Linked DNA regions of Mus musculus: regions 2, 3, 4 and 5 are each linked to region 1. A link is a contact called in public promoter capture Hi-C data. All regions are on one chromosome and are shown on one strand. The core of a region is the stretch at or near the end of the contact, and the rest is flanking DNA. Distances in the headings are between cores, read along the strand shown.

What was found. Promoter capture Hi-C pulls out the DNA fragments that hold promoters and counts their contacts.
Region 2: a promoter capture Hi-C map of hippocampal neurons shows a contact between it and region 1, with 11 times the contacts expected there. The contact joins the enhancer-like site here to the promoter of Cer1 in region 1. A contact is called at or near these places in 11 of 39 promoter capture datasets (the 3T3-L1 cell line, 3T3-L1-derived adipocytes, the C10 cell line and 7 more).
Region 3: a contact with region 1 is called in a promoter capture Hi-C map of liver, with 5 times the contacts expected there. The contact joins the enhancer-like site here to the promoter of Cer1 in region 1. A contact is called at or near these places in 6 of 39 promoter capture datasets (the 3T3-L1 cell line, frontonasal cranial neural crest, liver and 2 more).
Region 4: a contact with region 1 is called in a promoter capture Hi-C map of the 3T3-L1 cell line, with 12 times the contacts expected there. The contact joins the enhancer-like site here to the promoter of Cer1 in region 1. A contact is called at or near these places in 7 of 39 promoter capture datasets (the 3T3-L1 cell line, 3T3-L1-derived adipocytes, cranial neural crest and 3 more).
Region 5: a promoter capture Hi-C map of liver shows a contact between it and region 1, with 2.7 times the contacts expected there. The contact joins the enhancer-like site here to the promoter of Cer1 in region 1. A contact is called at or near these places in 6 of 39 promoter capture datasets (the 3T3-L1 cell line, embryonic stem cells, hippocampal neurons and 2 more).

What each region holds. Positions count from the first base shown.
Region 1 is chr4:82,881,784-82,888,001 of GRCm38.p6, forward strand. Cer1 (cerberus 1, DAN family BMP antagonist) reads right to left here and starts at 3,368. Exons shown (of 2, transcript NM_009887.2): 1 at 2,794-3,368; 2 at 1-1,134. The coding sequence starts at 3,300. The coding sequence ends at 823.
Region 2 is chr4:81,175,210-81,181,427 of GRCm38.p6, forward strand. No RefSeq gene overlaps it. Among named protein-coding and RNA genes, the nearest start is that of Gm25803, 160 kb to the right of the region's middle. Within about 2 kb of position 3,857, at least 61 of the 459 cell types and tissues checked have an H3K27ac peak or open chromatin away from gene starts, as enhancers often do.
Region 3 is chr4:81,249,136-81,255,353 of GRCm38.p6, forward strand. No RefSeq gene overlaps it. Among named protein-coding and RNA genes, the nearest start is that of Gm25803, 86 kb to the right of the region's middle. Within about 2 kb of position 3,361, at least 17 of the 459 cell types and tissues checked have an H3K27ac peak or open chromatin away from gene starts, as enhancers often do. A contact at or near this core is called in liver, where this site is marked.
Region 4 is chr4:81,498,872-81,505,089 of GRCm38.p6, forward strand. No RefSeq gene overlaps it. Among named protein-coding and RNA genes, the nearest start is that of Mpdz, 59 kb to the left of the region's middle. Within about 2 kb of position 3,155, at least 7 of the 459 cell types and tissues checked have an H3K27ac peak or open chromatin away from gene starts, as enhancers often do.
Region 5 is chr4:81,785,338-81,791,555 of GRCm38.p6, forward strand. No RefSeq gene overlaps it. Among named protein-coding and RNA genes, the nearest start is that of Gm11412, 45 kb to the left of the region's middle. Within about 2 kb of position 3,209, at least 6 of the 459 cell types and tissues checked have an H3K27ac peak or open chromatin away from gene starts, as enhancers often do. A contact at or near this core is called in liver, where this site is marked.

The DNA of each region.
Region 1 (6,218 bases), core at 2,118-4,617:
GGTTGAATTTGTCACACATACTCTTAGACAATAGGAAGAAGCCCAAACATAGAAACCTAACTTGCTAGAAGATTCAAAAGCATACGAGTAGAAGATTTCGTCTATATACACGATTGTCCTTCAAAATGACTCACAATGTACTTGGAGACTTATGGCGTTTCCTAGTAACTTCCTCAAGTGACTCTAATACTGTTCATGTATTTTCCTCATATTCCGGGAAAAGGTTTGGTTCCTAGTGCCTGAGCCCCTTCCACGTGTAAACTGTTAAGAGTACCTTCACTATTCCTTCTTCAACGCCAGATAACCAACAGTAAAAACTTCATGTGGAGAATACAGAAAGAAAAAAAAAAAAATACATGGGCCACCAAGCAAGCTGCGTCCCACATCTGTGGCAAGGCCCATTCAATAGAATCAAAATATTTTCTGAGTCTCAAAGGCAACTTTGAAACATGCAAAATCTCTTTTAAAAATCCTTCTGGGAGCTATGTATTATGGAGCATGTCTGTAATCCCAGCACTCAGGAATTGGATCAGGAGTTTAAAATCATCCCCAGCCACATTGTGAGTTTGAGGCCAGCTGAGAATACATAAGACCCTGTCTAAACACAAACATGTGTGTGTGTGTGTGTGTGTGTGTGTGTGTGTGAGAGAGAGAGAGAGAGAGAGAGAGAGAGAGAGAGAGAGAGAAAATAGAGAGAAGAGAGAGGGGGAGAGAGGGAGAGAGAAAGATATTTTCCACTGATCTTTATATAACTCACATAACATTTCCAGATTGAATAACCCTCACTTATTCTGTTGAGGTTTTGCTTTCTGTTGAGGTAATTCATGGGTTTGTTTTTGAAGCTGGAAGTCCAGGGATGAAGGAACCCTGGGAACCAGCCAGTAGGAGGCGCTCCTCTCCACGTTCCGTCTTCACCATGCACTGACACTCTTCTACTTGCATCACCATCTTGACCACGGGGGTTGGGCTGGTGCAGTTCAGCATCAAGTGCACGGTGGTGAATTTGGTGGGCGAGCAGTGGGAGCAGAAGCTGTGGGCATCTGCCCCTTCTCCGGGAAAACGAATGGAACTGCATTTGCCAAAGCAAAGGTTGTTCTGGACAACGACTTTTTGACAGTCTTCATGGGCAATGGTCTGAAAGGCAAATGGATTAGGGTCATCTCGAGACATTTCAGACCACTCAAGGCACAGACGGATGATTTAGAATAAAGTGCTCTAAACTCTCCACTTTGGGACGAATTTTGTGATATCTAAGAGATGATGTTTGTTAGGGACAAGGCCACCACAAAAAAACTTCCTTTTTACTGAGTTACTTATCAGTTAACCTCTTAAAAGCCTTAAGTTAACATGAAAAACCTCCCACTAAAAACAGCATACTTAAAAAAAATCTAATTCTAATCTAAAGTATCTCATCTAATTGAATATAACCAAATGGAGTCAAGAAGCCATAATGGCAGCTTTCTTATTTAACCACCACATCTTATCTTTCTGTTACCCATAGTGCATTGCACACAGCAGCTTCTCAATAAATACTGGTCCGTTAATCAGCAAAGACCAGAGAGCAGGAGTTGAATTCTGTCCTATTTCGCTTGAGCTGTGCAGCGTTCAGCACTCTAAGTGGCAGAATCGCGATGCATACACCACCTTTACCACCTTCTCAGAACCCCATACACCCAGTCTTATGTGACTCAAACTCAAAATATGACTCAAACTCCTTAATTTTAATCTAATTAGCAATAGAATTTAAAAGTAAGAATTTCAAAGGAAACTTGATTGCCTGAGTCTTAGGAGCAATTTTCTAATTCCACATGGTCCAGCAAAGTGGATATTACTTGATGACTGACCCGTCATTGCTACACAGGCAATTGCCTTAGAATACTGCCGGCTTAATTGGGCAGTGTTACTAGACTGTAAAATTTTAGTCTCTCCCGCACTGTTTCTGGTTCTGTTTCTTCTTGACGCAGTTTCTTTATTTTATTTTAGCATTTGGAAAGTAGGTGTTGTCAGGAAGGAAAGAGAAGTAGAATGTTCCTCTGTCTAATCATGCAGAGCCGATCGCTATAAATTAGCCAGCACGTGTTAGGACACGTCAAGGAAATTCCTGATTTCATATTAAGATACTTTTTAAAAACCAATGAGAAACATAACTTCCACTCTAAAGTATGGTTTGCCATCACAATGCCAAGAAATGATAGTGAGAATCTCAACATAGAGTCCCTGCAGGAACATTCTAAGCATCAAATAGTTTTAGCAACAATTAAAGAAAGCTCTCCTGAACCTGTAAAGTAATAAGCTGAGTAGCAGAGATGCATGCTGGGGTATCCCGGGAGATGTCCAACCTAGCCCCCCTCACCTCCAGTTGGATTTGCTTGCTTTACTACCTATCCTCATGAGTATGGAGAGAAGCTACAGGGTAGTTCAGGCAATTGCTCTAAATTCCCAGTTTCCAAACTGGGGACTTAGCCTTGCTTTTCTATATGGATGATACCCACCAAATATATACAAATTCAACAATCTTCTGTGCCTTCAATACGGGGACTACCGATACTGAGCATGCTACCATGCTAGCATGAAGCATTTCCATCATGCCAAGAAACACTGGAGACATGAAAAATAAATGAGGGAAATGTGCTTACATTTGGCCACGTCCCACAATGAATACCCAAAGGACTGAATCTGGAACTAGACAAGGCCCGAGCTCTCGCCAGACTCTTTCTATTTTGCCGTTTGTCCTAGCTGTCCAGCTGTCCTCCCTGTCTGGCAAACTGGTGGTTTACCCTCTAGAATGCATACCTGGTTGAAGGGCACAGTCCTGCAGGTCTCCCAGTGTACTTCGTGGCTTTTGATGGGCAGGATGACTCCCTGGAACGCCGGGCCCTTTCTGAACATGAACCGATGCCAGAACCTCTTGGCTTCCTCCTGTAGAGGTGATCTCTCCACTTTCCTCCCATCTGCTGGCTGAGTCACGGCCTGCATCCCCGATGAGACATGATCGCTTTCCACATCCCTTGGGGGGTAAAATTCGGTCTCAGGTTTCTTCCAGAATCTTCCAAGCCTGGACAGCATCTTCCCTCTCTGCCTCTGGCCTTCCCCAGCCAGGCTGGTGCCCATGAGGTGTGGCACGGCCACAAACAGATCCGGCTTGTCTTCTGCCTCCTCGTGGTTGGCCACGTGGAGATCTCTGCGACCCCTTTCTAGGAGAGGAAAGGATAAAGAGCCCTGACTCTGGCAGCCATCCACACATAGGTCTGCCTTCCCCAGAGGCAAGAGAACAAGCAGCTGAACTAAGAGGAGATGCATGCTTCCTGATTCCCAGAGACTGAGGTTAGATTCACAGATGGACGGGCCTAAAAGAGAGGCTCCCTCTGCACGGCTACAGTCGGGGCATCACATATATGCTACCTGCCTGGTAGCATGGGGAGGCAGGTGGTCAGCAGGTGGGCAAAGCAAACACATTAAGTGTTTGCCCACATTACGTAGTGCTAATGATGTCCTGCCTTCACTTTGGCTCTGTGTGTTTAAGGCCCCAGTGAAAGCCCGAGACCCAGGGGGTAATTAGCTGGTGGTTTAGCTGTTGTCTGAGATTTAGGAGTGGCTGTACTGGCAAAAACAACGTGCTTTTTGTCTGAACTCTTCATGACTGACATTAGAAGAAGAAACAGACTCAGCTCACATTTGCTGCACATCTGCACTGAGTTGGGGTAGAATAGACACGGAATAGGAGAGAGAGAGAGAGAGAGAGAGAGAGAGAGAGGGAGAGGGAGAGAGAGAGAGAGAGAGAGCTAAAGATGTCTGCCACAGCACAGTGGTTAGGAAAGCACATTAGCTTTGTTGGACAGGAGCCTTCTATGCCTTCTCTTGTATCCACATGTGGATTGAAGCTGTTGGTCACAGCTGCCTTAAGGGAATCATTTTGCTTATCCATACAGGGAGACTCACAACTCTAGAGTTAATCCTTTCACATTAGGAAACAAACACTGAGTGCCAAATTTCACAACTGGCCAGAGATCAGTAAACTCTTCCAATTGTTTACAAATTTCTCCACAGGATCCCAAGTGACCTACAATGACATCTCATCAATCAAGGAGGATAATGGGCCCCTCAAACCGCTTTGTCACTATTATTATTTTCTTTAACTTTGAGGCTTGAGAAAGGGGAATACAAACCAGGCCTGATAGATTTGGGGGTGAAGCTGCACCAGTGTGTGTGTGTGGGGGGGTGGTCGGGGTCCTTACCCGACTGAATCCACATCTTCTGCCTTAGTTCCAAGGAACTGGTGATCAAATTCAATAAAGATCAGATTCAATAAACACAACCCTTCAGGGATCAGGGGAGAAAATGGCAATTGAAATTAGCCAAGGGTACAAGAAACCTATCAATAAAGAGAAACCTTGGAGTTCAGGTGTGTCCACCCAAAATGGCCTCCCAATGGGAAACACAACACAGTTGCTTATCTTTCTTCCCCCTTTAATTTAGTCACCACATTCCTTTCTTTTGCTGGCAGAGATAACATGCAACGAATCCTCTTTTGTTTAGTATGCAGATTTCTCCCCACAAGTTCCCCACTGTGAGGTCTTTCCAGGCATTTGTGTTCTTGATTGGCCTTGCTGAGTTCTTTGAGACAAAGCCTTGCTTGAGTTATTTTATAAATTGTGTTTAAGTGGATTATCATTTTACTAAAATTCTAAAACATATATGTTTTACTTGTTTCAGAGGTCCATGGTGACTTTCCTAGTATTCCCTGACAGGCTGCCGACCCATACCGCCAGAACATTGGTGTTCATCATTTATTTTAAATAGTCTCTTTAAAACCTTACCCGATACTTGAATGTCTTAGTTGCCCTCAGCAGTCCAATGCAATCTGCTCTCCAGAGCAGCCATTAAGTCTCCTGGTAATAAATACGGTGTGAAAGCCAACTAGGATACATTTCCTGGTGGCTTAAATCCCGTGGCTGTCAGTCACACAGGGTCTAGCATGTCCCAACTAAGCATTAATCCAGGGAGTCTACCTGGGGTCTCAGCTTACCTGGTTCTGGAATTACTGGCTATTGGATATAGTTGGAACAATTTCTGTTGAACAGACATTTATAGAAGACTTACACTGTAGATGAAATATCAGGATCAATACTGGAAAATGACTAAAATGATTAAAATCTGCCGCCTGCCTTAAGTAGGTTAGATACCCAGGGGCACGGGCTTTCTAATTTTATTACCTATGGGGATGTCAGTCACTCATTTTAAAATTTTCTTGTGGTCTTAACTTCCCATCTTCTGGGCCCAAATTTTGGTTCTTATAAATGCCCATTACAAATCACTCCTAGAGAATTTCCTTTTTTGCTATCCTGCCAATTCCTGTTGCTCAAATGTGCAAGTATCCTGACTGACAAGAAACCTCTTGGGAGAAGCATGAAATAAAAGGCGGTTTCCAGATCTCCACTTCACAACTCAGGACAGGGCAGCTCCCCTTTCTCAGCGATGTATAACTGTCTGATCAGTTCTAAAGCTTTGGGTGTGACATGCTGTCTTAAGCACATAAATGAATATTGTGTTGCTTGTAAAGGAAAAGAGTGGCCTCTGTCTTCAGTTGACATAGGCATCTCTCCTGTCCATTTGGATAGGTCAACCGTAGGCAGATCTGAAGGAGACTTCTAAACACGGCAGGAATCTGTAAGTGGTGTGCTCCCTACCAGTCATCACAAGGAAACAAGCCCAAGCCAAGGAGCGGGCACCCATGAGGCTAAATCCACTTCCTGGGCCCAAGTAAGGGAGAGCCACAGCAGCTGGGCTCAGATCACGCAGGTCATCTGCCACACATGCGTGGCATGCTCTGCTTTGCACGTCCTCTGTAGCCCTAGAGACCTTTATGAAGATACCTACGTGAAAATTTCCCTTAAGCCAATGGCATTTCTACAGAAACACAGCCATGAACGTTAAAAACAAACAAACAAAAAACAAAAAAAGTGAGGGGAGATTGGAGAGTACTGTCCGACAGCAGAGGTAAGTCCTTTTCTCAAAGCAACAAAAGGTGAGAGGCAATGTTGAGACAGGAATAGGTATATGACCTAAACAGGAAAACTGAGAAATGAAAAAGGAAGTTCAAGATAATAGTTTTGTGTGAGAAATCTCCTATGGTACAGGCCACCCCCTCACATGTTTTAAAATATTTTTCCTCAAAGCATAGGATAGCAGTAGTACTATAGGAGTAACTAAGTTTTAAA
Region 2 (6,218 bases), core at 2,607-5,106, 1.7 Mb before region 1:
CATGTTAAAGACCCAATCTACTATAGCCTGGCTTTGCATCTGAAATGTTCTTAACTTCTCAGTAAAGGCTACCTAATGAGATCACGAGAGTGATAAACAGATTTGAAATGATTTTCAGGCTGTTCCTGATTCAATTTTATATAAACTAGAACAATCTTAGAGGCTGAGAGGGCTGTCTGATGAAATGTCCCCTGGTCGCTGAGGGGTTTGTCTCGGCTGTATACATGACTTTTAACCTTGCTTACACTGAGCACAGGCATACCAGGATTAGTGGTTGAGGGCTTGGGCTGGGAAGATTTGGGGACATTAAGTTTCTAGAAAAATGACCATGAAAATATTAAGCATTTTAATGGGGAGCATTGTTTATATTGCATGCGAATGTTTATGGTCTAGAAATACAAAAATCACCGTTGTGCTTGAAGGAAGCTAATAGGAACCACTGCTGAAGACTCGGGCCCATCGTCCTGCATCTGTGTGCAAGCAGTACTTTGAGAAGGAAGGGGTTAGCTCACAGCACATTCTGTGCTACTCTGCAGTGAGGATGCTCTGCGTCCCTGACCAAGGATGCCTTTCTGGAAGCTGGCCCAAATGAGAACTGAGCAGCTTCTTTTTGTAAAGGAAAAAACATTTGTTCATAACCACAAACCCCAATAATAACAGAGCAAGGCACACTTTTCCATGAGTTGTTAGAGTCTGAAAAATACAGTCACATTATTTTATATGAGGATTCATTTCACTTCATCTTGTCCCAACAATATCCATAACAGTCTAAACTTTTACAGAACTTTAGCTATTTTATCTTATGTAGGAACACATACAGGTTTGATTCAGAGAATCATAGAAATCTTTCACATATTGTGTGTCTTGTCAGATTCAAATTCAAATGTAGAATCTCAGTTTTATTAAAACCAGGTTTTTCGGATATACTGAAATTCTAGGCAGAGGAGATTCGATGACTGCAAACTTGGTGTGTTCTAAGTAGAGTCCTTTCTCTTTCTCTCACATGATAGTATGAATAGAAAGACATTGTCATCAAACCACAAAGGACATAAGACTCAGAATTATCAATCAGTAAAGGAAGCAGATCCCACCATGTAGATCTTGAAATTACGTTTTACAAGCAAGAGCATGCAGACTCCATTTGGCTTCAGTTTGTCTTATTTTTACAGGAAATTTCAGTTCAAGATGAAAGGACTCTCCCAAAGAAGATGAACTGAAGTCTGGTGTGGTTACAAATATAGGGGGCTGTATTGTGGGCTGATCCACCAAAGAAGGAACCAACTCTCAAAGAGGACTATGGGCCTAGAAGCACCCCTCCCCCCCCCCATCTACTAGACCTTGACATCCACAATGTGACACAAGCTGGATGGAAAATATATGCTCAAGTGACTTCTCTTATCTCTATGGACATAAGCCTGATGGCACAACTTAAGGGTGGGATGGCAGTTCAGCTTACAGTTTCAAGGAAACTAATAGGAACTTTTACAAGGGTTTCAGTAAATAACAGACAGGACAGGAGGGGACGGGAGGAGGGGAGAGTGTCAGGGCAGAGAAACACCCAGCTCAGCAGGCAAAACAGTTGAAAAACAATGCTGCTACAAACTTTCTCCTTTCTTCATTTCTATTCTGTTTGGGGTCCCAGGCAATGGAATGGGTGCTGCTGCCCATGTCCAGGGTGGCTTCTGGCCACTTCCAAGGTGGGTTTTTACCCTCAGTGAGTCCTCTCAGGGCAACACTCTCACAGACAATTCCAATCTTCTAGTGGATTTTTGAAGGGACTCAAGTATGTGAGCATGGCTCTGGCAGGTCTTGCTCTTTTCTCCCATCCCACTTGCCTTGTTAAAAGCAGATTATATTCCTAAAGCTAACCACCAAGGTCTATTGCTATTTGACCACTTCTTCCTCCTGAGGCTGATTGCCAAGGTCCAGCTATCAAAGGACTGAAACCCAGCAATCAAAAGTCGTCCCCCCCCCAGCTTCCTTAATTAACTTATCCAATTAAAATTCAACACCTCATCCAAACACAGGGTTTCCCTCTTTACCTCTATAAACTGCCATTTTCCTGTGGACCACATCTGTCTCCTCTCTATCCAGAGGCAGTCCTTTGCCCCATACCTAGGCAGATATCCCTGCCCCCTCTGCCTTGTTCCTCTGCCTTTCTCTCTGTCCTCTATCTCCTGTCTTTGTTTTTTATTTCCTGACCTTTGTCCCTTTGAGCTGAGAACTTGGTCTTCGGGGTCCAAATGATACCTTTTTTTTTTCTCTTTAAATCCAGTCACGTTTAATGAATCCTGATGACCAGAGATTAGATTCTCAATAGACTTGGCAGAGAGGGATGACCTCAGCCAAGGCATCAACCTTTAGGCTGAGCACACATGTAAACAAGAAGGGAATACACTAACAGGATGAGGCATAAGTGATTAGTGAAGACTCTCAGCTCCTTAAGGGCGTAACCATAAATTATGCCCGACAGTTCGGTTTCCGGTAATTGTTAACAAATCTGCTGTGTTCATTAAGATCACGTCTTCCAGCTTGTTACATGGCTCATCTAATTACCTGCCTTATCCTTGTTTGGGGTTGTTAGAGCAGTTGTCTCCCACTTCAGCGGGAACCTGCTGGGTACAGGCACAGAGAGTGACTTCCTGTGTGCATTTGGGAGCTGTGGTCTGTTCACTCCCAGAGGTCGTTGCTACCGGGTCTGGAAGCTGGGTGTGAGCAGGTATCTTTTCAGCATCCTATTGTCTGCTATTTTGAATCTAAACTTCTGGGTGACTGTCATTATTATGGCCATGACCCCACAGTGGCAGAGACATTGATCGAGAAGAGTTAACCTCACAAATGAAACAATGGTCGAACCCCACTAGGTTCTCCACAAGGATGACCCCTTGTGGCTTACGGGAACACAAGTGGACCTGTGCACAACCGGGCATCATGCACATTCCCTAAGCCCTTGAAGAAGCCTTGTTTATTTAACTTTTCAAACTAACTTGAAGCACTTTTAGAACAGTTGTTTACACTGTGTTAACTGGAGAATACACAAGCACTGTGGATACAGGAAATGGAAGCAAGGAAAACGGGCAAGGTGCAGGAACTCAGCTATGAGTAACAGTGGATTGTAACACTGTTTTTTCCTTGACGGTTCTCTTCCTGCACACAGAAGGCACACTTAACAACAGGAAGGTTGGTGAAACCCAGCAGCAGTAGCAGACAGAGAACAGACTCTGGGGCCGCCGTTACTAGGGTATCAATTCCTGTGCTCATCGTGGGTGGGAGGAAAGCGTACGTACATCTATGTAAACACTGAATGCTCCCCAACAGGCTCAGATGTGCCTTTCCTTGCCACACTGAAGTTCTTGTCTTATACTGATCATCTCACAGTTAATATGTCCCACTGGTCCTCCATGTGTGCGGACTACCTGCTCCGTTTTGTGTGTGGCACATAACGTTGAGCATTATTTGATAAGTGCAGAAACAAATACCAAGTGCCTAGACAGCGAACATTCCAGATGGGTTACTAATTGAGCTGTTGGGAAATCTCTGACACTCTTAGATGGGAAAGAGCTGGAGGATGCTCTTGCTCAAGGATTTCCCAGGCCTTTGAACAAGTTCTGTGCTCTGCAAATGTGTTGAGATTCGGTTTCTCCCGCTGATGCGCCACAGATGGCCACATGGTGGCGCTGGCGCTGCGCCGTAGAAACGGAGCTCAGGCTGCAGCTGAGGCTCCAGCCTCCCTCGCTGTTCTTCCGGCCCCCGCCCTGCGCTTCCCCTCAGGACTTCCTTCCCATCCAGTCAAGCTTGATGCCATGGCTCTTGCCAAGAAGCTGTCAAGCCAGAAATGGGAGCTGGGGTACTGCCCACCTGAAGCTGGAATTTCCTTTGTTCTTCAGCAGACTCAATTCACTGTATTGCTCCTAGTTAAAAAGAAAAAAGAAAAAAAAAATCTCCACCACACTTTTAATGCTTTTTTAAAAAAAGCATGGTTTCCTAGTTTGAGATGCAAGTATTTTTACTCTGCACTTGATTGGCTCCTGCAAGTGACCCAGTGCTGCCTAAATAAAATCACCTACAAAGCAAATATCCTGATATGTTCTTACGATGTTCACAGCTAGAATGTGCAAGGGCCTGTTCCCTAGTAAAAGGGACTGTTTACTAGCCCAACCTAGCATAAGGCACCTGGACATGTACATTCACAGGCGACTGGAGAACAAGAAAGCAGAAATAAATTACTTGAAAATCACCTACTCGCTATGAATGACAGCTAAGCTCAGAAACTAACAGTCCCTTTGCAGAAGCAAAAATACTTTCAATAAATTAAAGCTGCTATTCTTTTCTCTACACATGTTTGGTATATACATCTGGGTGTGTGTGTGTGTGTGTGTGTGTGTGTGTGTGTGTGTGTGTGTGTGTGTGTCTGTGTATGCGTGCGTGTGCAGGGTGTGTTTGTGCATAAGGATTACCCTGTCATCTTCACTGGGCACCTTAATGTTTGAAACATGGTCTTTCAGTTAACCTAGAGCTCACTGATTGGCCAGACACACTGGTCCCTGATCTCTCAGAGACATATCTTCTGGGATGGTACCTCCATCATACCCAGCATATCTGTAGGAACATAAGCTCAGCCCCTCGAAAGCTCTTTATCCACCAGGCCATCTTCTTATCTCCCCCTTTCCTTGTATTCAGCTAAGTCTTGTGCTACTTAAGGTGAAATAATCCGAAGTCATACTTATATATGGCAATGCTTTTAGTAATTGATATCTAATAAATAAAATGGATGTTTGTAAGGAAGCAGTCCATTGAATCACAACAAGTGTACATTCATTAGTGCAAGCTCTATCACAATTAAGACATGCAAGTAGAGAAATCCTAGTCCAAAACGTCTGGGAGCAGAAATAGTCTAGATTTCTGGTGTCTTCACAGCTTGTAATATTTTCATGTATGAAATGAGGTAGCTCAGAGATGAAACCCATGTTTAGACACAGGATTTTGCAACCTCAGCCAGTATGTATGATACTGGGGAATGATGTTGGCCACTATTTGTCCATTCTAATTTAGCCACTATATAGTATATATGTGAACTGTTAACATGTTTGGATTTTAACTTTCAGCTCTCTGCTGTTGACTGCCGTTGAGCATTCTTTCATATGCTCGCAAGGAGTTGTGGGTCTTCCTCTGTGACATGTCCATTTAGAAACTGAGCTTTCCAAAAACCCACATATAGTAAGCTGTTCCTGTAATGTGGGTGTGAGTTTTCTGTTATTACTGTGGGTTGGAGAACTATCTTCTTCAGCCTGTGGCTTCTTCACTTGGTGTTCCCCCACGGTGTCTCTTGATAAGCAGAAATTAAATTTAAATGAAAGCATCATTTACAGCTTCCTTCATGTCTAGTGATATAAAACCAGTTACTTGATGTATGTGTCTCGTGCTCTGATCTCAGCTTGCTGGAGAGCCTCTTCCTTCAGTAAGCAGCCTTGACTCAGTCTATAGTCTACGCCTATGCTGGGTTGCCTTGAAAGCCAATTGATGGTGCGTGTTTGGTTCTAGTTGACCCCAGGTCGGTTCTCACCATGCTGTTTGTGCAACTGTTCATCTTCAGGCATCACTAGGATGCCCCCACGCTGCTCTTTGAAGAGATCCCTTTGACCTTATTTCAGGAGTTGTGTTTCCCAAATAAGTTTCAAAGTTAATTCTCAGTTTCCAATACATACACACACACTGTGTGGGGGGGGGGGTAGAAAAAGAGAGATGATTGGATTTGATTGAATAGACTTTACTAGGTTTTTAAACAGTTAATTTGTAAGATCTATTTCTTGTTAAGAAAGCTTCATTTTCTAACTTTTGAAAATTTTCTCAAAATGTTCTTGTCTTTGAAAAATATTTAAAACTGTCTTAAACCAGATCAAAACTCATTTTGAAAATCTTGGAAACCATCCAGTCTATTTTGAGCTACTCTGCCTGGATAAAAAGAAACTTCTTCCCCATGATTCAAGTCTGGAAAAGTATTTTTCTGACATTAAAAAAAAGTATGTAATTATGATAAGTAAGTTCCTAACTTCAGAAATATTTTAGGTGCTTTAAAAAATACTAATATCCATGTTATTTAAGTATTAGCTTAAAAAGTAACTTCTGTGTAGATTCTACAAGATGGAAAAATAATCCCAATTCATTAATTATATTCAAATTATTAAAAATTAAAAACAAAATTGGTGTTCAAGTCTTTC
Region 3 (6,218 bases), core at 2,111-4,610, 1.6 Mb before region 1:
TCCAGTCTAAACCATAATTGGCTAACATCACAAAACATCTAAACAGCACATCTGATCATGAGCATCAAGAATATATATTCAATAATTTGCATTGTTTGATATATTTATTTAATTTTCTATACTCCTTGTCTTTTATGAGGAAGGGAGGGAGGGGAACAGGAGAGAGGGGAAGGGAGAGGTTATTTACTGGAAATCAAAGGAAGGGGCTTGAGATGTGCCAGCTTGCTTTCAAAACAAACATTTATATAACCGAGATTAAAATGTAACCAGCCCCTTTCAGCAAAGCAGATAAAGATCTAGGTTGCCTGAACTTGTTTTGCAGCTCTGTAAAGTAGCTGCAGTAGGCCTGACACAGGATCCTGTGGCAGGCCTCTTGTGCAAAGGCTCTGTGGGGCAGCTGTCTTGTTGAAACTGAGATCAGGGTAGAGTCTAGAGGCTGAAGACGCCAGTAGGAGCTTTTGCCATTATCATGACCAATGTGACTTCTGCTTCAAATTCATTTTGGTTTACTGCTCCCCGCACTCTACCAGCCCTGAAACTTCAACTATAGTCTTACCCAAAATCGAAGTTTTTATCAATTTCTAAAGACAGGGCCTTGTCACCCTGTTCCTATTTATAGTGCGGCTCTTGACCAGCAATTTTAGTAGACGGAGATGGATGGGTGGGGGTGGTTATTCCTAGTGTTTTGGGTATCCGTATTCAAAGTGTATATGTGGGATCAGTATGTGATATGAGCTGAGTAAGTGATGGTTGAATTAAGAAACCAGAGCTTTTTGAAAAAAAAAAAAGAAAGAAAAGAGAAAAGAAAAAGTTAATATGTTGGAGTTCTCCCCACCTCAGATAAAGACTAAAGAGAGACAGCACCACATAAAAAGGATTTCATTGACTATTATTTTCCAGGTCAGGGTGGTCCTTGTGTCCAATAGAGGGAACCTTGACAGTTCATGCTGGAACGATACCTGAACTGGATTAATAATGGATTAACCAAGGTCACTACATTTCAAGCTTAACATTGTCAAACGATCTCTTTTTACTTAAGATAGTATCCAAAGGGAAGAATCGGCTACTTCAGAAGAGTGCTGCTCCCCATAGAAAGAAAGGCTTTTACAGTGAAGTTGTAACGTGAAATCACACCATTCTCTGATAGCCGGGGAATAGATAGCCAATTGAACAGAAGTTGGGACAGGGTTCGAATTGAGAAAAGCCACGATGCAAATACAGGTCTACAACGACTGTTCCAAGGCTCATGAAGATTTTTTTTCTTTTGCTCCAAGGAAATAAAGATACCATCTTTGCGGTTAACACCACGAAAGTGTTAGCCAAAGCATATTCCAAGACGGTAGGAACCCATGGCTGGTGGAGGTCTTCCAAGGCCTTTCCTTTAGGTACGGGAGGGGGGGTGTTGTTTGTTTTGCTTTTGCTTTGTTTGTTTTCTGTTTTACTACTGTATTCTTGCAGTTTCCTAAGGATCAGTGTAGACTGAACTTCAGAGTGAGTAATAGTCGATTTACACATTAAGAGAAAAAGCTAAGCTGAGCCAGGAGCCCTAAGCTTAAAAGGGGACTTCAGCAAAGCCTTCCAGGAAGTTGCCCGGGGCTACGTATACACCCTGCATGCTTTTAATCCCTTACTGAAAGACAGAGCACTAAGATCATGGGGCTACCAAAGAAAAATTGGGAGAAAACAAAGAAGGATTTTGTAAAAATGCATTACTTTTGCTAGAAATTGAAGGCACTGTTTGACACAGTACAGTATTAGCTGTCATCTCTGCTTAAAACCCACTTAATGTAAAGTGTCAGGAAGCACTTCTGTGAAGAGGGGAGACTTTAACAAAAACTAAGAAGGTACCAGGAGTGTTAATAATACTGGATGTTTATTAATTTAGTGAACCTTGGCTCTTATCACACAGGGATAACATGCCTTAGTTTTCAGAATTTACCATGTTCAATGGATACAAATTGCCATTAAACAGAATGAAGACTATTTTGGTGATCCTAAGGGCCTAAGACTAGAGTATAGTTTTATGTGCATGTTCTCTATAAGGAAAAAAAATGTTTTTCAAATCATACTCTTCTACAGCAAGAAAACTTAGTAGGCTCATATGTCTGTAGAAGCGTAACTCTAAGTGTCCCAAGCCAAAGATGCCAGATAAGCTTATTTCTGTTTGTTCCAGAGATGAAACTTACCAAGAGGAGGCTGAAGGTCAGCGAAGGAGGAGAACAACGGCTTCTTTAAATCCTCTCCACTAAAGCCCTGAAGCGACACTCAAGCCGACTTCACCTTAAGTCAGGAAAAAATCCACCAAATCTCTCATCCTATCAGAATGAAAGCTCTATTGAGAGGGTGGGAAAAGAAAACCATAAAATGTGCTTTCAAAGTAATTTAAAAATTCTGTGAAGTAGTAGTAATATTAATAAAACGTCTGGCTTCTGAGCATTGGCACTTAGTGTGGATATTCTTTTAGTTTTCTTATATGGAATATTTTGTTTGGAATACAATTAGCTACATTTTAAAATTGTCTTTAAAACTGTCCCATTTTAAATTAGATTTTCATAAAGAAGGTATTTGTAAAAAATTAGCTAATTTGGTCTTTTCTGAAAGAAAGAAAGAAAGAAAGAAAGAAGGGAGGGAGGGAGGGAGGGAGGGAGGGAGGGAGGAAGGAAGGAAGGAAGGAAGGAAGGAAGGAAGGAAGGAAGGAAGGAAGGAAGGAAGGAAGGAAGGAAGGAAGGAAGGAAGGAAGGACAAACCTTGTAAGCCTGTGGCTCTATCCTTTTTTTTCTCCAGAGCAAAAAACAAAGTTCCACAAAAGCAGAAACAATGTAATCTGTAAAATACATACTTGCTTTCTGCTTCTGTACAAGTCCCTGGGGAACTGTAAAGGCCTGGTACTTTAGAAATAAGATTGGAGACCCTTTCTGCAGAGACCATTTAACCAGTCATGAGGTGGGGACCAGGCAAGGGCAAGTGGTGAGGGGCTCAGTGTCCAGAGGACTGTTGCAAAACAAAAGTAGCAGGGCTCTCCTGCCCTCTAGTGGTTCGACCTCAGAAGTGCAACTTCCTCAGTGGATTTGTTTTAGTTTCTCTCCCGGGTTTACTTTAGAGAATTTCAAGTACATTTAATTAAAGACAACTTTATGCCGGTATCCTCGGGGACCGTAGAGATATGGCTTGTCCTTCAGGAATTTTGATTATTCAAATTCAATAATTTATGTTATTGAGTAAGAACTTGCTAAATATCATTGGCACTATGACGATAATGCTAAAATCTCACCTCCCTCCTTGGCACATTCTAAACACCCCTATTTTGCCCAATTGCCTGCATCTCTTCCTTTTGTCCACCTGGAAAGGTAGAAAAGGAAGAGAAACTCTGCCTAATGGGGTCACTGTTGCACTGTATATGTGCAAACTATCACTGGCTGAGGCTGACAGTCCCCAGGGAGCCAAATATTTTAATGTGGGTGTAATAGCTTCTTGTCTATCATTTTTATTTACTGTAGATAATTCTAACTTTTCTGTTTCTAATGTTTCCTTTGAAACATACATTATGAGCTCACCCATATAAATAAACACATTAATGGTGGCCAGCACTAGCCTCAAGTTCACCCATTTTTATTTTTATGTTTTTGCTGTCCATTCAGTCAGAGCATTGCTTTCTAGTGCCACACGCTTTAAGTGATGAGAGTGCACGCATGCTGTGTAAGCTGTCCAAACCTTAAATCAGTGCAGAACCTGATACTGCAATCACTATGACACAGATATTGAACCAAGTGTGTGTTAGCATATCAATACTAAACACAACAGTCATCAAAATACCTCTTTGGCTTAGTCTCTTTTATTTTCCCTCTAAGTGTCTCAATACTATCATGTGGCAATATTCTATGGGAACTTGCCTCACACTGCTATGGGCACAGCCACTAGAGCAACTCTGAGTCATACACACAATCGCTGGGAAAGCTGCTCACCTGCGGAGACCTGCCCTGTGAAGACAGTAGAAGTTGAGCAATCTCAGGATCCTCCTGGTGGAAATGTATACACTGATGGCTGGAAGCTGGGCGGGTCTAATGTCTGGATTGTGGAGAGTGCAGCTAAGCACATGCTAATGACAGCCCCAGCTGCTCTTCATTCATCCTGGTCACCCCAGCTTCCAATGTGCACCCTTAATGCTTGGCTGCTAATTCCCTTGACTTAGAACAGGGTGAGGTCATATTAAATTATTTAATCCTTTAGAAAAACCTACTTCCAAACACTTGAGTTAAATAAAAAATCACTTGCTAGAAAACAGTTTTCAATGGTAGCTTTTACAATATATTGTTGACAATTTAAAAAACTCAACTCATTTATAAAAGTAGGGAACTAAATTATTTCTTATTTTGTTGTTGTTGTTGTTGTTGACAGTGTTTTGTCGTGCAGCCCAGGCTCACCTCAAATTCGTGATCCTCCTTACTCAGCCTCCTTAGTGTTGGGATAGCAGGTCAGGTGCCACAGTGTTCCGCCTGACTGTTTAATCTTATTGACAGTGAAGAATGTTCAGACATGACAATCATTTAGCTTGGAATATTAGCATATTCACATTATAGTGCATGGCCAGTGTTTAGTGAAATTTGACAATAAAGATGGCAGAGAATCAGAATAAAACAACCACAAAAACAAACACACACACACACACACACACACGCACGCACACACGCACGCACGCACACACACATGCACGCACGCACGCGTACACACACACACACACACACACACACACACACACACACGTGCAAAGATGTACACCGTGAGAACAGCCAGTTAGACACAGGGACCATCAAAGGACTGGTTTGTACTCTCATTTTGACTTTTCAGCATCACCTGGACTACTTGTTGCAACTTAGCAAGTAGCCATTGCTGATCTATCTATCATTTTCCTCTCCGGTCCTCACTCTGTATCCTCATTGCCCACCACACTGGCAGTTTCCTCCATGCCGCTCACATGAAAGGCTGGAGCCAAAGAGGTGGGTTTCCAGAAACATAGTGCTATGAACTTTAATCCCTTCAGATATTTTTTATCAAAGATATTCGGAAAATTATATTTACCATTCAATGAAGAGTTATTATGATATGTTACTGTGTTTGGTATTTTGATGTTCCTCAAAAAACCCACATCTCTGTGTTAAACTAATGTTCAAACATTTTATTTTTGAAATCCATATAGGATTTTTTATTTATTTTAAAGAAGTAAAAATATATCAGCACGTGTGTTCATTATACTCTGTATTCATATATTTTACACATGACACGCTTCAGGGCATAAGATCTCATTAAGCAGAGGACATGTGAAAGGTAAAGGAATGCAGGCAAAGGGTCTGAAGGAGAGGCTAACGGTAGCCTGGTGAGGACAAGGTCTTCTTAGAGAAAAGCAGTCTATGCCAATCAGGTTTGGAAAAGTTAAAAAAAAAAAAAAAAGACCAAAAATTAAGCAAAAACCCAAAGCTAAGCAATAGGTGTCCCTAGTACTAATGAGATAAAAGCATTTACTTCTCACTCAATCAGCAGACTGAGGCAAGCTGGAACAGGAAGTGGGAAGACTGAACAAATGAGCCCCACACATGTTCTCAGGGACACATGTAGACCAGAGGAAATCTATGCCACACAGTAGGAAAGAAACTCAGCTTCTAAGGAGGCTCTGCAGGTCAGTGTACAGCATTAGAATGCCCAAAACCTTTCTTCTCTATCTGCACACTCCTTCTCTGCATGTGGCTTCCCTCAAACACGTACAAGTCACCCCAATTCTAGCTTCTCTAGGAAGCTTGATTTCATCAGTGTACACAAAGCAGTGTTTGCTCTTCAGTCAACCATAAGAAAAACAAAAACAACAACAACAACAACAACAAAAACAAAAACAAACAAAAAAAAAACCTTAATCCATTTTCTGAGTAAACTTTTGGGGCGAGACCAAGTAGACCCAGACAGATTTAGTGTAAGACCAAAGGGTCTTCACTCGGAAAGACGGGGATCAGTGGACAGGCAGAGGGTGTCAACGCAAGCTATGTTTCCAACCCATATAAAGAGAGGGCAGAGAGCCAGACAAGATTGAACATTGCTCTCCTTCTAGATCATGGCGGATGCTGAGATGCTGGCAATAAATACAAGGCATACTAAAGTATATAAAGGGCATCATGTTTGAGCGCTGGGTGAGGAGAGCTTTGGAGAGCTTTGGGTATATATGAGAGAGAGAG
Region 4 (6,218 bases), core at 1,905-4,404, 1.4 Mb before region 1:
ACATTTAATGGTGCCTGGGGAACTTACACAGAGACATACTGGCCACAATGAAACAGATCTCTGTTCCTTTTCTCCTGTGGTCTCAGCTGACTCCTTAATGTAGTTAGCTGGCAAGGTTGAGTTAAACTGCAGTGTGTAGTGTTCTCATAGAAATCCCTGCACTTGGAATTCAGTGGCTCTTTGGAGGTGAAGGGAATTCTTACCTATGCAGAACTTAAGGGCAAGGCGTGTGAATGTGGCCCCCAGCCACCCTGAGACTGAACTTCTCCTTACAAATCTTAGTTTAAGGTGATCATAGAGTTTTTCAAGGTGGTTGGAGGGCAATCTAACTTACCTAGGATGTTCAATGATGAACTCAGTATTTTTAGTAATAAATTAAAAAGTTATTTCAGTTTTCAAACTAGAAACTCACATATTTATACCTGCCCTGATGTGGGATGTTCTGGCCAGGCTTACGTCTACTGAGTTCATCAAGAAAGAGGAGAAAACCCAAGACACTTGAGTGTATCATCTCCCTGATGCTGAGTTGCTCTTGAAATAGTATGTTACTTTCTTTTCTCTTCCATCTCCCAAAGCAGGCTTTTAAGAGTCTCCTTTCCCTCACAGTGCTAGGATCTCATCTGGTTTGTATCTGTTGTAGGTCTTGTGCATGGTGCTGCTGTCTTTGTGAGTTCTGAGGGTCTTTTTGATGTCGCATGCCTGATCCATCATGACATGTCCAAGAACTGAGTTTCTCCCAAAGAAATTATATTACTGAAAAAAATCAATGCTTTGAGAAATAGTTACAAAGTACCTTAACACAAATTAATAGGTCTTCACCAACTGCAAATGCAGATGCTCCTTACAAATCCCACACTGTAGATCCCACAGTGGAGGCAAAACAATGATAAAGGCTTACTTCTGTCAACTGAATGACATAACTTGGAGTTTTTTTAGAGCAACATTCATACATTAAGTCTGGTGCATACTAGTTGACAAAGGCCAGTTTAGTAGATAGTTCAAACTTTAGGCTTGTAGTAAAATAGACCACCAACTGATACACTTTGAACACAGTGGTTAGAACCGTTCATTTAGTATTAATTCATTTTGTCAGCATGCCTTAGGTTGTTGTTGGAAGAAAGGTAGAAGGATTGGTGGAAATTCACTATTTGGAGAGGGAAGCCATGACTGAGCCTCGTATCTCAGATTCTAAATGCTCCAAATTTCAACCCTTGAAATAATTATGACCTGTTTTGTTTCTGAGATCTTTATAGTTCTTTATGTTTGATACAGGGAATAATTTCATAACTATATTTCTTTCTCCTTCTACAGCCCTCCAATATTGACTCCATGAAGGCAAGAGCCAGAGTGATAATCTGAAAGTAACCAGTTCATTTCTATAACTGTCTCACCATTAACTTCATTAAACTCTGCTGGCTTACTTTTTTCTTTCTCATATATTTCTGCTCTAATATTCTATGTGCTTTACATGAGGCTTTGGGGACACAGCAAAGAGGCATAGAAATAAATCAAAATGTATAAACATAAATAAAGTATGTTTCTAGAACAGAATCATATCCTGCCAAAAATTTAAATAGCTAAGTATATTCTAAACCCTAGAGTTTACTATAAGATGTGAGAGAAAAATACTACCCTGTCCACTTAAATGGAGAATAAACAACACTAATATTCCATCATCATACTATGTTTTTATGTTGTATAGCAGCATAATCCTCAAATTTGAGTTGCAGGTATGCTGCAATGGTGGAAGTCATTGGGTAATTTTATATATATATATATTTTTTTTCCAGTTAGTCTGAAACTTATAATTCATTTCATAATTTACAGCAAGAACACAGGTAAAGCTAATAAAGATGCTGGATGGTAAATGGAAATCACTTGTTGGTATGCAGGAAGTAGACATGAATATTTTATATTAAGCCTCAAGTCAAGGAAGTAATGATTAATTGGAACAGGGTTTCAAGGTATCTAAGGTTATAAAAGCAAAGACTATTTTTTTACTAGAAAGAAGTCTCTTTCCTAATGCAGAAGATGGCTTTCTTGTGGACTGGGAGAACCATTTGAACAGGGAAGATGAAGGAAGGCTGGAGATGGGTGGGGGAGGAGGAGGAAGAGGAGGAGGAAGAGAAAGAAGAGGAAAAAGAAGAGGAGGAAGAGGAAGAAGAAGAGGAGGAAGAAGAAGAAGAGGAGGAAGAAGAGGAAGAAGAAGAAGAAGAAGAAGAAGAAGAAGAAGAAGAAGAAGAAGAAGAAGAAGAAGAAGAAGAAGAAGAAGAAGAAGAAGACGACACTGAGGTTAGGGAAAATTGGCTTACTGAGGCCATTTCAGAATCATGGATTTGCTATTTGATTTTGGACTGGGGATATTTTGGCAAAACATAGTAAAGCTGAGACAGGAAATTAGTCTCCGTTTATAAAGTATTTGGATGATTTTGTAAATGGGAGAGATACCATTAAAATAGAGGGAAAATTCCTTTCATTTTAATAAGGAAATGAATACTAAGAATGATGGATAAGTAAGGTCTTAAAATTCAATCTTTGTTCAATTTACGACTGCATTGACACACTGTATAATTGATTGATAGGAATTTTCATTCCAAAGTAGGATTTATATGTTGCTCCAATCCCAGTCTATTATGTAATCGATTTTTATTTTTGTCTTCATTTTAAAATTTTCCTGAAAATATTTTTAACCCAGTCTATACAGATTTCTTCAGGAAAGATAAAACTTAGAAAAATATCCATAAGCATTCAAATTAATTTTTGCAACACAGAGAAAATGAATATTATTTATGAAGATTTGAGAATTTCATCTTAGTATATCTTCACTTGTATATCACCATATAGATGTGGTGCTGTGAAATACAGATAAAAAGCTAGTAACTGCTACTTAGATTTAGTTATCAAAAGGTTCACAGAGAAACACATTATTTTAAGTCTGTGTTTGGCTTAAAATGTGCTTATCCTTTCGACATCCGGATAGGTTTAGTCATTACAATTTGTCATCTCAGAGACACAAGTAGTCATTTGATTTGGAAGCCATGCTTTTCCCAAATGACCAAGAGAAACTTTTTGCTTTGTAAATGAGAAAGTGGAGTTTGCTCTAATGAAGTGACTGAGACACAGTTACTCACCGAGTCTGTGGCAGAGTTAAGTTAGTGTCCATCTGTCTGTTTCCATTTCACAATCTCATCTCAACTCTACGGTAATTACTTTTTAAATGCTCATGTGTCCACAACGTGAAAATTAACCTTGAGGTGGTTGTAACCAGACACTGGATCTGGAACTTGACTTTTCTCTTCTTAGTTATGCAACCCAGGGAAGAATTGCTCTAGTTTTCTACGTTTCATCTCTTCTTAAAGTTATGAGAGCTATACAAGAAAACGTACAAAAGATGCCTGCAAAATTTAAATTTTAAACAAATGGTAGTTTTTGTTATTAAAATCCCAACTGTAATTGCCACACATGAATGCTACATTTTCAATTGAGTCACCATTTTTTTTTTGTGACATTTTATTAACAGAAGCGAGGTGTCAAAAGTCAAGCCACACAATGTGTGTGTGTTTGCTATTGTATGTTGCTAATTATGTACAGGCTTACCATGAACATGTTTGCTCAAACTGTTTTGCTTTGCTTTCAGTCTTAAGCCTTTCTGCAGTTTGAAAGAGCACTTATAAATTAATTGTAAGGTTTTCATTGTTATCTAATTTTGGCTGGATTTAATTTCATGATCTGGCCAGAAATGTCGTCAGAGAACTGGGAAAAGCGCATAATTGTCTTACATCCTTCCAAAGGGACTCAAGCTGTATAGTTACATTTACCTTCAATAGATACCTCATAGCTGATTATGTAAAATATAATTTAAGCTATTATTATTGAAAGAATAATGTTTAAGGCGATAGTAGTTTGACTTGTTTCCTAGATTGTTTAATTTCATAGTGGATTTTAGAAAACACCCATGCAATTGACAACCTCCATACGTGTGGCATGACCCTCTTCTCAGGGCAACAAGATCAGATAGCGATTCATCTGTGTGGCACGTAGCACAAAGCTCATGCCTTAGTTTTTGTTGTTTCGTGGTCTGAGGGATTCGCAAAATCAACTGAAGGGATAAACCAGTAGATTCATAGCAGAATGTTGCATTTTTAAGAATCTGAAGATGTCGTGAAGACCATGCCAAGGGAAAATGATGATATTTCTAGACCCATTAATCTTAAACCTTTCCTGTTAACTTCAAGTCCAAGGACTTTAGCTAATACATTTTGTATTGATAGGCACTGCAAATTGTTTTCATATGTGTGCTGTGGCCAGTGTCTGTCCTTGGGCAGTGCTGGAATGTTAGCAGTAAATGAGAAGAAGCTTCTATTTTTTTCCTGTGTTTTGAGACTAACTGATCATCCTGAGAATTAAAAGAAAAAAATTTTTAAAGATTTTTTAGGTATTTTTTTATTGTGGTTGTTTCTTTGCACCACACCTCTAAGACTCAGCTAGTTGAGTCTCTGGAATCAAAGTTATTACCATCCTGACAAGAAACATGCTGACATGAGCAACAGTAAGCAAGGAGCAACTCTAAGTGTGACAGTCACCTCCACCATCTGAAACAGCGGAGCTTTTTGTCCACCCTCTTCACTCAACCGCTACCTCTAGAATGGAGAAACTAGATGAACTCTGAGCCCTCCTGGGACTCATAGTCTTTGAGCTGGTTTACCATCACATAACTGTTCAAGCATTTCAACAAAGGCTTCTTGAATGAACATGCAGGTGTTTGGCACCATACGGCCAAACATCTGAATAGGTACACTAAAGATTTTCATTTTCTGAAGATACTTAATTTGTTAAAGATACTATGCCTGAACTTTTGATAGAATGTTAGAAATTTATAATGCTAGCAATAATGATTTGTTGGGTAAAGAATGCCTTTTACTTGAGCCACATAGAAAGGACAAACCAGAAAAGATGTTAGCTCTACCTTTCCATATCTTTTAATAACAAACTTCTAACACTGGGAATGAAGGATAAGTTTCATTACTTGTTGACTCTCTTAACATCTGCTCTCTCTCCACTTCTTGCTCATCATTGTCATAAGGTAACCATGGAAATGAGAATCTGGCTTTTATTAACAAAGCCAGGGAAACCTGTGCAGAAACAAGGAGGTAGCCCACCACTCGCTTAGCAGTTGTTGTAAGGCTGAAATACCTTAAAGGCTTTTTCCTTTACACTGAAGTTCTTTTTCTGGTACACATATAAACAGGCCTGCATACCAAAAACATGCAGTCACTGCCTACATTCACTAGATGAGAGTTGGGCCTGCAGCCATACCACCAACAGACTAAGAATTTGCCAAGGCTCACAAAGAAGAGTCAGGCCAGATTTTCTCTCGAAAAATTAACTCTGAAATATCAAGTCAGGAGAGTAACAAGGTGTCAGAACGTACTCCAGGTGACTCCAAGATATGACGAAGTCCGATGGGTTCAGGCTGCAGTGGGACATCTCTGCATTACTTCTTGTTAATCTCTATATTTTTATGGGCAGTGAAATTCTGGTAACCTTCAACAGGGTGCATCTTTTTTTTTTCTGGGTTTTTGTTATTCCACTTTTACATTATTTCCCTTTCTTTTTTCCAATACACTATTTTGAACCTTAATTATATTTGTGTTTTCTTAGCCAGGTGATCAATCTTCATCTCTCCATTCTATGATATTCATTTTATTTCTTACTCTAAGTCAAGCTTGTAAATCCCTTCTTGCTACTTCCTGCTGAGTTTAGCTCCTAGCTCTAAGCTTTTCGTCAGGTTCCTCACCTGGAGTCAATATGCTTTGCTATTCAAGCATTGACACAGGACTGCAAGTCAAGATTATCGCAGAGCCATTCAGCACTATATTCTAGAGAAAATGCTAGAATACTTTCCCCAAAATATTCTAGACAAGAATTTTATTCAGATAAGATTTATCAGTATGAATGTGAAGTTTTCGAGGATTTGTTTTAAACCTGAGGACCGTTATCTGTCTGCCTCTCTTACTGCTCCAATCTGTGGTCCTTTTTCATTTCTATTGCCCCATGGCTGACTCTTCTTTCCAGGAAGTAACAACCTTCAGTTTGCTTTCTCTGTACTATCTCCTTCCTGGTGCTTCTTCAACAACTAACCATACTTCTCCATGAACAACACATACACACACATTAGTTAACATGCTGCTAGAATTCTCCCTGCCGCACAGTGGGGA
Region 5 (6,218 bases), core at 1,959-4,458, 1.1 Mb before region 1:
CCACCTGGCTCACTTCCTTCCCAGGTAATTACACAGGCCTCTTAAAATCACCCCGATGCTCTAATTAGACACAATCTTCTTTGTTTCCTATTGAAAACTGCTGCCTTGAGTCTTGCTCTGGGTGACTTTCAAACCCCAGCCCCTTTCTCAACTTCCTAAGAGTTCTTCAGACTCCTAATGAGTACTATGAGGAACAACTGAGCGATCTGAAAAGGCTTGGGAGGTGTAATGTCTTATCATCATTTCAGCATCTCTCCTCTGACATTGCACAGGTCTTCTAAAGGCAGCGTAAGTGGAAAAGGAAACAGCACACAGACTATGTCACCCATGTGCTCCTGCTCATTTTCCCCTCGGAGTGCCTCGTGCATCCTTCCGAGTCTAGAAGAGCTTAGTGCTAGATAGTTGATCATGTTACCAGCACGACAGTTGCTTTATCAATGGGACACCAAATATGGATAACAGAATGGACTGGATTATCCCAGTCAGCCTATTTTAACTGTGGTTCCAAGGAGGCACCAAAATCAAGAGTGAATTGCCCTGAAAAATAATGGAGCTAAGCAGAATTTGAGAGGCGTTTGCTCACACCCGTGGTGGTTGCCTCTAATGTTTTTCCCAGGAGCTATTCAGATGTAAACTTTATGGTCCTATGAGGTTATAGGAAAACTTCTGTAATTGTAAAAAATTAGTTTATAATCTCTGTGTGGAAGCTTCTATAAAGTCATTACTCTTTAAAATTTTTCTAGTTATAGTTTTAAAAGCAACTTCCACAGAGGGGATACATATTAATTATATATGTATGTCATAGACTTTTTAATTTACTTACTTTGAAACCTCATATAAGCTATTGAAACACAGGTCTATACCATGGGCTCTGGCCTGTTCTTATGTGGATATATATACATTTATGGATGGATATATATATATTATGTGGGCATATATAGATACATGAATATATACTTACATAGAAGATATATATGTGCATATATATATATATATATATATATATATGTTTTTCCCAGCTCACTGGCTGCAAATATAAGACACATCCCATAACTTCTGGCCATGATAAAACTTAATGGTCAATATCAGAGTCATGTAAGGAAGGATGCACTTCGGCTTATTTTCTTTAAACTTGACAATCTACATCCTCCAAGAGAAACTACTAAAAAAATGAATATTGTCCATGGACCTTAGTATAAGACAGAATTCCACAGATCCTCTTCCTTATCTTACCGATTGTAGACTTCCTTCCCTGGGTTCTCATCAGCTCCCCAAGTCTCACTAGGAACTGTATGTAATACATTTTTATTTCACACACTTTAATTTCATTTTCTAATCATTTATCACTTGATACACTGCATCTGAACCTAACTCTCTTGTACGATACTCTCTTACTGAGTGGCTCTCTAGGTAGGAATAAACCAGGTTCGGGTTAGACAAGAATCACAGAGTCACGGCCCAATTGGTACAAAAGTCACATCAGAGGGATACCTGGTCGCAGTTAGGAAAATTAGTCCTCGGACTTCCAGCAGAACAAAGACATACCATGAACATTCACAACCAAATTGTGTGGATTTCAAAGTAGGGGAGCACTAGGGCTTATGTCCATAATCAAATCCAAACTAGATAGAAACCATGATGGGAAGATTCAACAATACCCATCAGAATAGTGGGAATTGTTGGGTTTTTTACAATCTAATTTTAATAAGGGTTCAGCTTCTCCTGTAGCCAACCACACAGCAGAGGTTGTGGAAGAGAAAAGTTATTAGTGTATATTGGAAGTGGACCTGTTCAGCAATAGTTCTTTGGGGAGCAAGCTTGATCTTCTTAGGCAGCAGTTTAATCTCATAGCAAACACCAAATATGACTCAGCAGCTGCAAACCAGTCCTCCAGGGCAGGAAGACACCACGCATGAATTGTTAGCTACAGTCCAGTCCTTTCAGCAAGCAGTCTCCGGGCATGAACCAGCAACTCTAGTTGAATCCTGAAGGAACCGTTGCTAAGGTGAGGGGGCAGAAGTAGCAAGCTGCCACAGGAACTTCACAAGCAGTTTTTGGGCAAGTTTCTCTCAATGGTAGTGTTATCACAAGTTGAGCTCAACAATGCTATGTATGGTAAACCAATACTTGTGTGTCTTTAGCAAAGAATAAGAGGCAGAGCAAACCAGTGTTCAGTGCTCATCTCCCACTGACTGTGGGGTCATATTTATACTCCTTCGTCAAGCGTCCTTTCATGTGTTTGCTATATCAAAACATTCTTTCACCTGTGTCTGCTTCAGGAAAACATTCTCTCACCTGTGTGGCACAGCAAAGCATCATTTGACATAACTAACTTTCCAAAGAAACTAGAAGTTTCCACTGCAGGCAATTGTGTTTTCCTAATTGGAAATAACAAAACCATCCGCACATAGAGTAGTCACTTCTCTATGAGTCTAAAGTAAGTTCTGCAAAACTCTCCAGGATGTAAAATGGAAGAAAACTGAATCAGGTTTCTCACTGAAATTCCCCTGCTTCAAGGTGTTTAGAAATGATTCAAGTTATAAGATTGAAATAGACCAGGACAGGAATATTTTTGAAAATTAATCTGTCTTCATACCTGGCTAGCATTTGTGTTGTTTTCAACTGCTCTTTAATAATCCCAAGTTTTGAACATTAAACATTTTCATATAACATTACTGGCAGAATGAAACTGTCAAACTCCAGCGGAGGCAATTTAATAGCTCACTTTCTCCTCCCAGAGCCAGTGAGGTGAGAGCTTCTGGAATAGAAACATACTTGAAGACAGTTTCTTCTCCAGAAACTTCTTGCACTTGGAGAAGGTTCTAGCTGCTAAAAATAATTGAATCTTCTACCAATATTTCATTAATTTTTCTTATTTTCTCCTGGGAAAACTAGAAGGGCATTCTTTAGCTTTCAAACTGTAATTAAAGAATGCTTAGTCAAAGCTGAACATCTGATTAGAAGAGAGTTGAAAATTACAGGTGCAGATTCTGGGAGGGTGGTGGTAGGCATTGCAGTGCTATTGTTAGTTCTGCCAGTGAAAATAAGGCCTGGGAAAGCCAGAGGGTGGAAGTTCCTGCACTATCCAACGCTAGTCTACTTTTTTCTCTTGTTCAGTGAAATCTAAGTTTGTGGAGCCAGAAGAATGGGACGGTAACTCTGGAGACCAAGCACTCACTGCAAATATTTACACCATCAAATGCAGAGCCTCATGGTCAGCTGTGATGCTGACAGTCCTGTATGGCACTCATGATGGGCCTTCACCTTGAGGATAGGCCAATAACAACACAGAAAATCACTGAAGAGAACAGACATGACTGCCATGAATTAAATGCTTCTCCACATCGTCATCATGTGACTTTTTAATTCACAGTGTGAACCTATCTGGACAGCTAAGTATTCCACATTTCCATGGAGAGGCACTTACGACTTGGGAGGTGGAGTGGTGGAGTGGAAAGAACATGATTTAACTCATAAGCCTAGGTTCCCATCCAGCTCATACACTTAATAGCTCATAAACTTAGGCCAGCTAGTCTCTCTGTCATTGTTTCCTCGTTTTAAAAGCTCCCACTTTGCGGTGTCTTGTGAGGACACGATTAGAGCAAACATTTGGAGAATGTGTGCTTTGGAAGCCGAAACGGCTACCCCAACACGAATGCTTTGACTTCATTAAATTGGCCAAATGATTTTCCCTCATTGATCAAGCTGACCTAATTTAGCAGTAATAGAAACACACAAGTACTTGTAAGTGACAGTCTTAGGGAATGTAATTCAGCTGGTCCTGAAACATGAATCTTTCCATTAACATCCCATTAAAAGTTTTCTTTTTACAAAGATTTATTTATAGTATTATTTTATGTATTCAAGTATTTTGCCTCTCTCTCTCTCTCTCTCTCTCTCTCTCTCTCTCTCTGTGTGTGTGTGTGCCTGGTACTCAAAAAAGTTAAGATGAATAGATAAAGTCCCTGGGACTGGAGTTACAGGTGGCACCTTACCATGTAGGTATTAGGAATCAAGAGAAGCAAGACACTCATCCTATGAACCCATGAACCAGATCTGATTATTTGCTTTTGGTAGCTGTCTGTGTTGTCTCAATTTTCAGTCACACTCCAACCTCAGTACATAGTTTGCAAAGGCAGTGATCAAGTGATCAATGACCTTACTTGGTCTTTACAGGGCACGGTTCCTCAATACTGTTTATACTGCACACAGCACATTTATTGAGTACTTGCTGAATAAATACCAGAATTCATAAAACATTATTACTACTCCACAATGTTTTAGCCTAAGAACGTGACACATTGATAAACAGAGTTCTAGTCTGTATGGAAATTGGCAAGTAAATATGAACAAAAACTACACACTTAATTTTCTTTTTCTACAAATTTAACTTTTCAAATAAGCACATAAAATTGTTCATACTTATATGTAGCATGAGGGTTTGAAATATTTTGTGGAAAGGTTAAATCTAATTAACAAAAGCATTACAAAGTCATCATTTTGTGACAATACTCATTACCACTCTCCTAGCATTTTCAAAAATATAGTAATTATTAAACTATAGTCATCATGCTGAAAATTCATTTTGATGAGATAATTCTAGGCTATTTGACCTGTTTTATTTTAAAATTTTAAACATAGAACAAAGAAAGTAGTTATGCTGGCCTGGCAAAGGGGTGGTAGTAGATTGTTTTACTGATGACCTCACTAGCCCAGGGAAGTTGGCTTGGTTGCCATTAACAGACATAATTTCCATCCTGTGGAATGGGCCAATTAGGCAGCTGTTGGTTACCACTAACACGTGGGTCCCGTGTATTGTACTTTAACAGATAGATATCTTGCTGTGCCTGTACTTGTTGTAGTTACTAAGTGTGGCCCCTGGGTAGGACTACTTAATTGCTTCTCTCCCTTGGCACCTTTCGTAGAATTTTCTGATATCATGGAATCTACACTACGGACAGAGGCTTTCAGGTAAGATCCAGCTCAAATCATCTGAATTCTGTGCTCTAAGTGTGTTGTGTCCTCAGCAATGGGGACTTAAACCTTCACCACTGAAAGGCAACCAAGGGCAAAAGCAATCATCTATATTGCTAGGGGGAGTCATTTGAACTACCCTGACTGATCAACCATTAGGCAAAACATTTTTTATTCTTGGCACTGGGGTTTCTGTTAGTCTAGGGCTCTTGTGGAGGCACTATCTGTTGGCCTAAGTGTCATAAAATCCTTTAAGATGTTGTGTACATATATGCTTATATAGATTGCACATACTTGTAGGTTAATATAAAATAATATGATCCCTTAAAACTTTATCAAATAATCTTGATACTATAGGTCCCTTGTCCCTCATGCTGCTTCTGTATTGACCTCACTCCTTCCCCCAGAGTTGAAGTCACCATCCATTTTCCTCTCTAAATCTTAATCTTTTGCCCACAGGTAAGTATAGATACCACCCCTCACCAAAGATTCCTCATATACAGCAAATGGAGACCCGCACTAAGGATCACAACTGCTGAGATAAAATGATTGTGGGAAGCCCCAATGGATACATCTACATCAGATCTTCTGCTTCTATAGCTCAGAGAGGACCACATGAGAAAGCCTACACCTACCATGAAACAGTTTTGGCTAGAAATGGTTGTACAAAGAAGACTGGAGCAATGGCAAATCCCAAGGACATGCTAACGTGGAAGATGAAGAATTTCACAATCCTGCATTCCTAGACAAAAAACTATAGTGTACTAATGGCTACTGGGAGAAGGAAAATCAGCCACCCTCAGGAGGAGCCCCTTATTGGTTGCCCAATGCAGCGTTCAGCTCTAAAATATATACACAAGAAGGTAGACTGACTCATCAGGTTGTATTTATAGATCTACACACACACACACATACACTACACACACATGCTTACACGTGTGTGTAATATTAATAATAAAAGAAGCTATGAACTGGAGAGTTGGTGGAGGGAGGACAAGGAAAGGGTTAGAAGAATACCTGAAAGAGGCTGCAGGGACAGAAGGGGGAAGGTTAGTCATATAGTTTTATTCCAACTACATATATTAAATAAATAAACAAATCCCATTAAGATAAAAAATACAGTTTATTTTTGCATAAAAGGAGATAGATTCACATAGACTCCAAGTGCCAATGCTCTTACATCTTCCTACAGGTGTGGTCTACTCACTCTGAAAAACAAGACAAGAAAAACTCTGAGGAGGGAG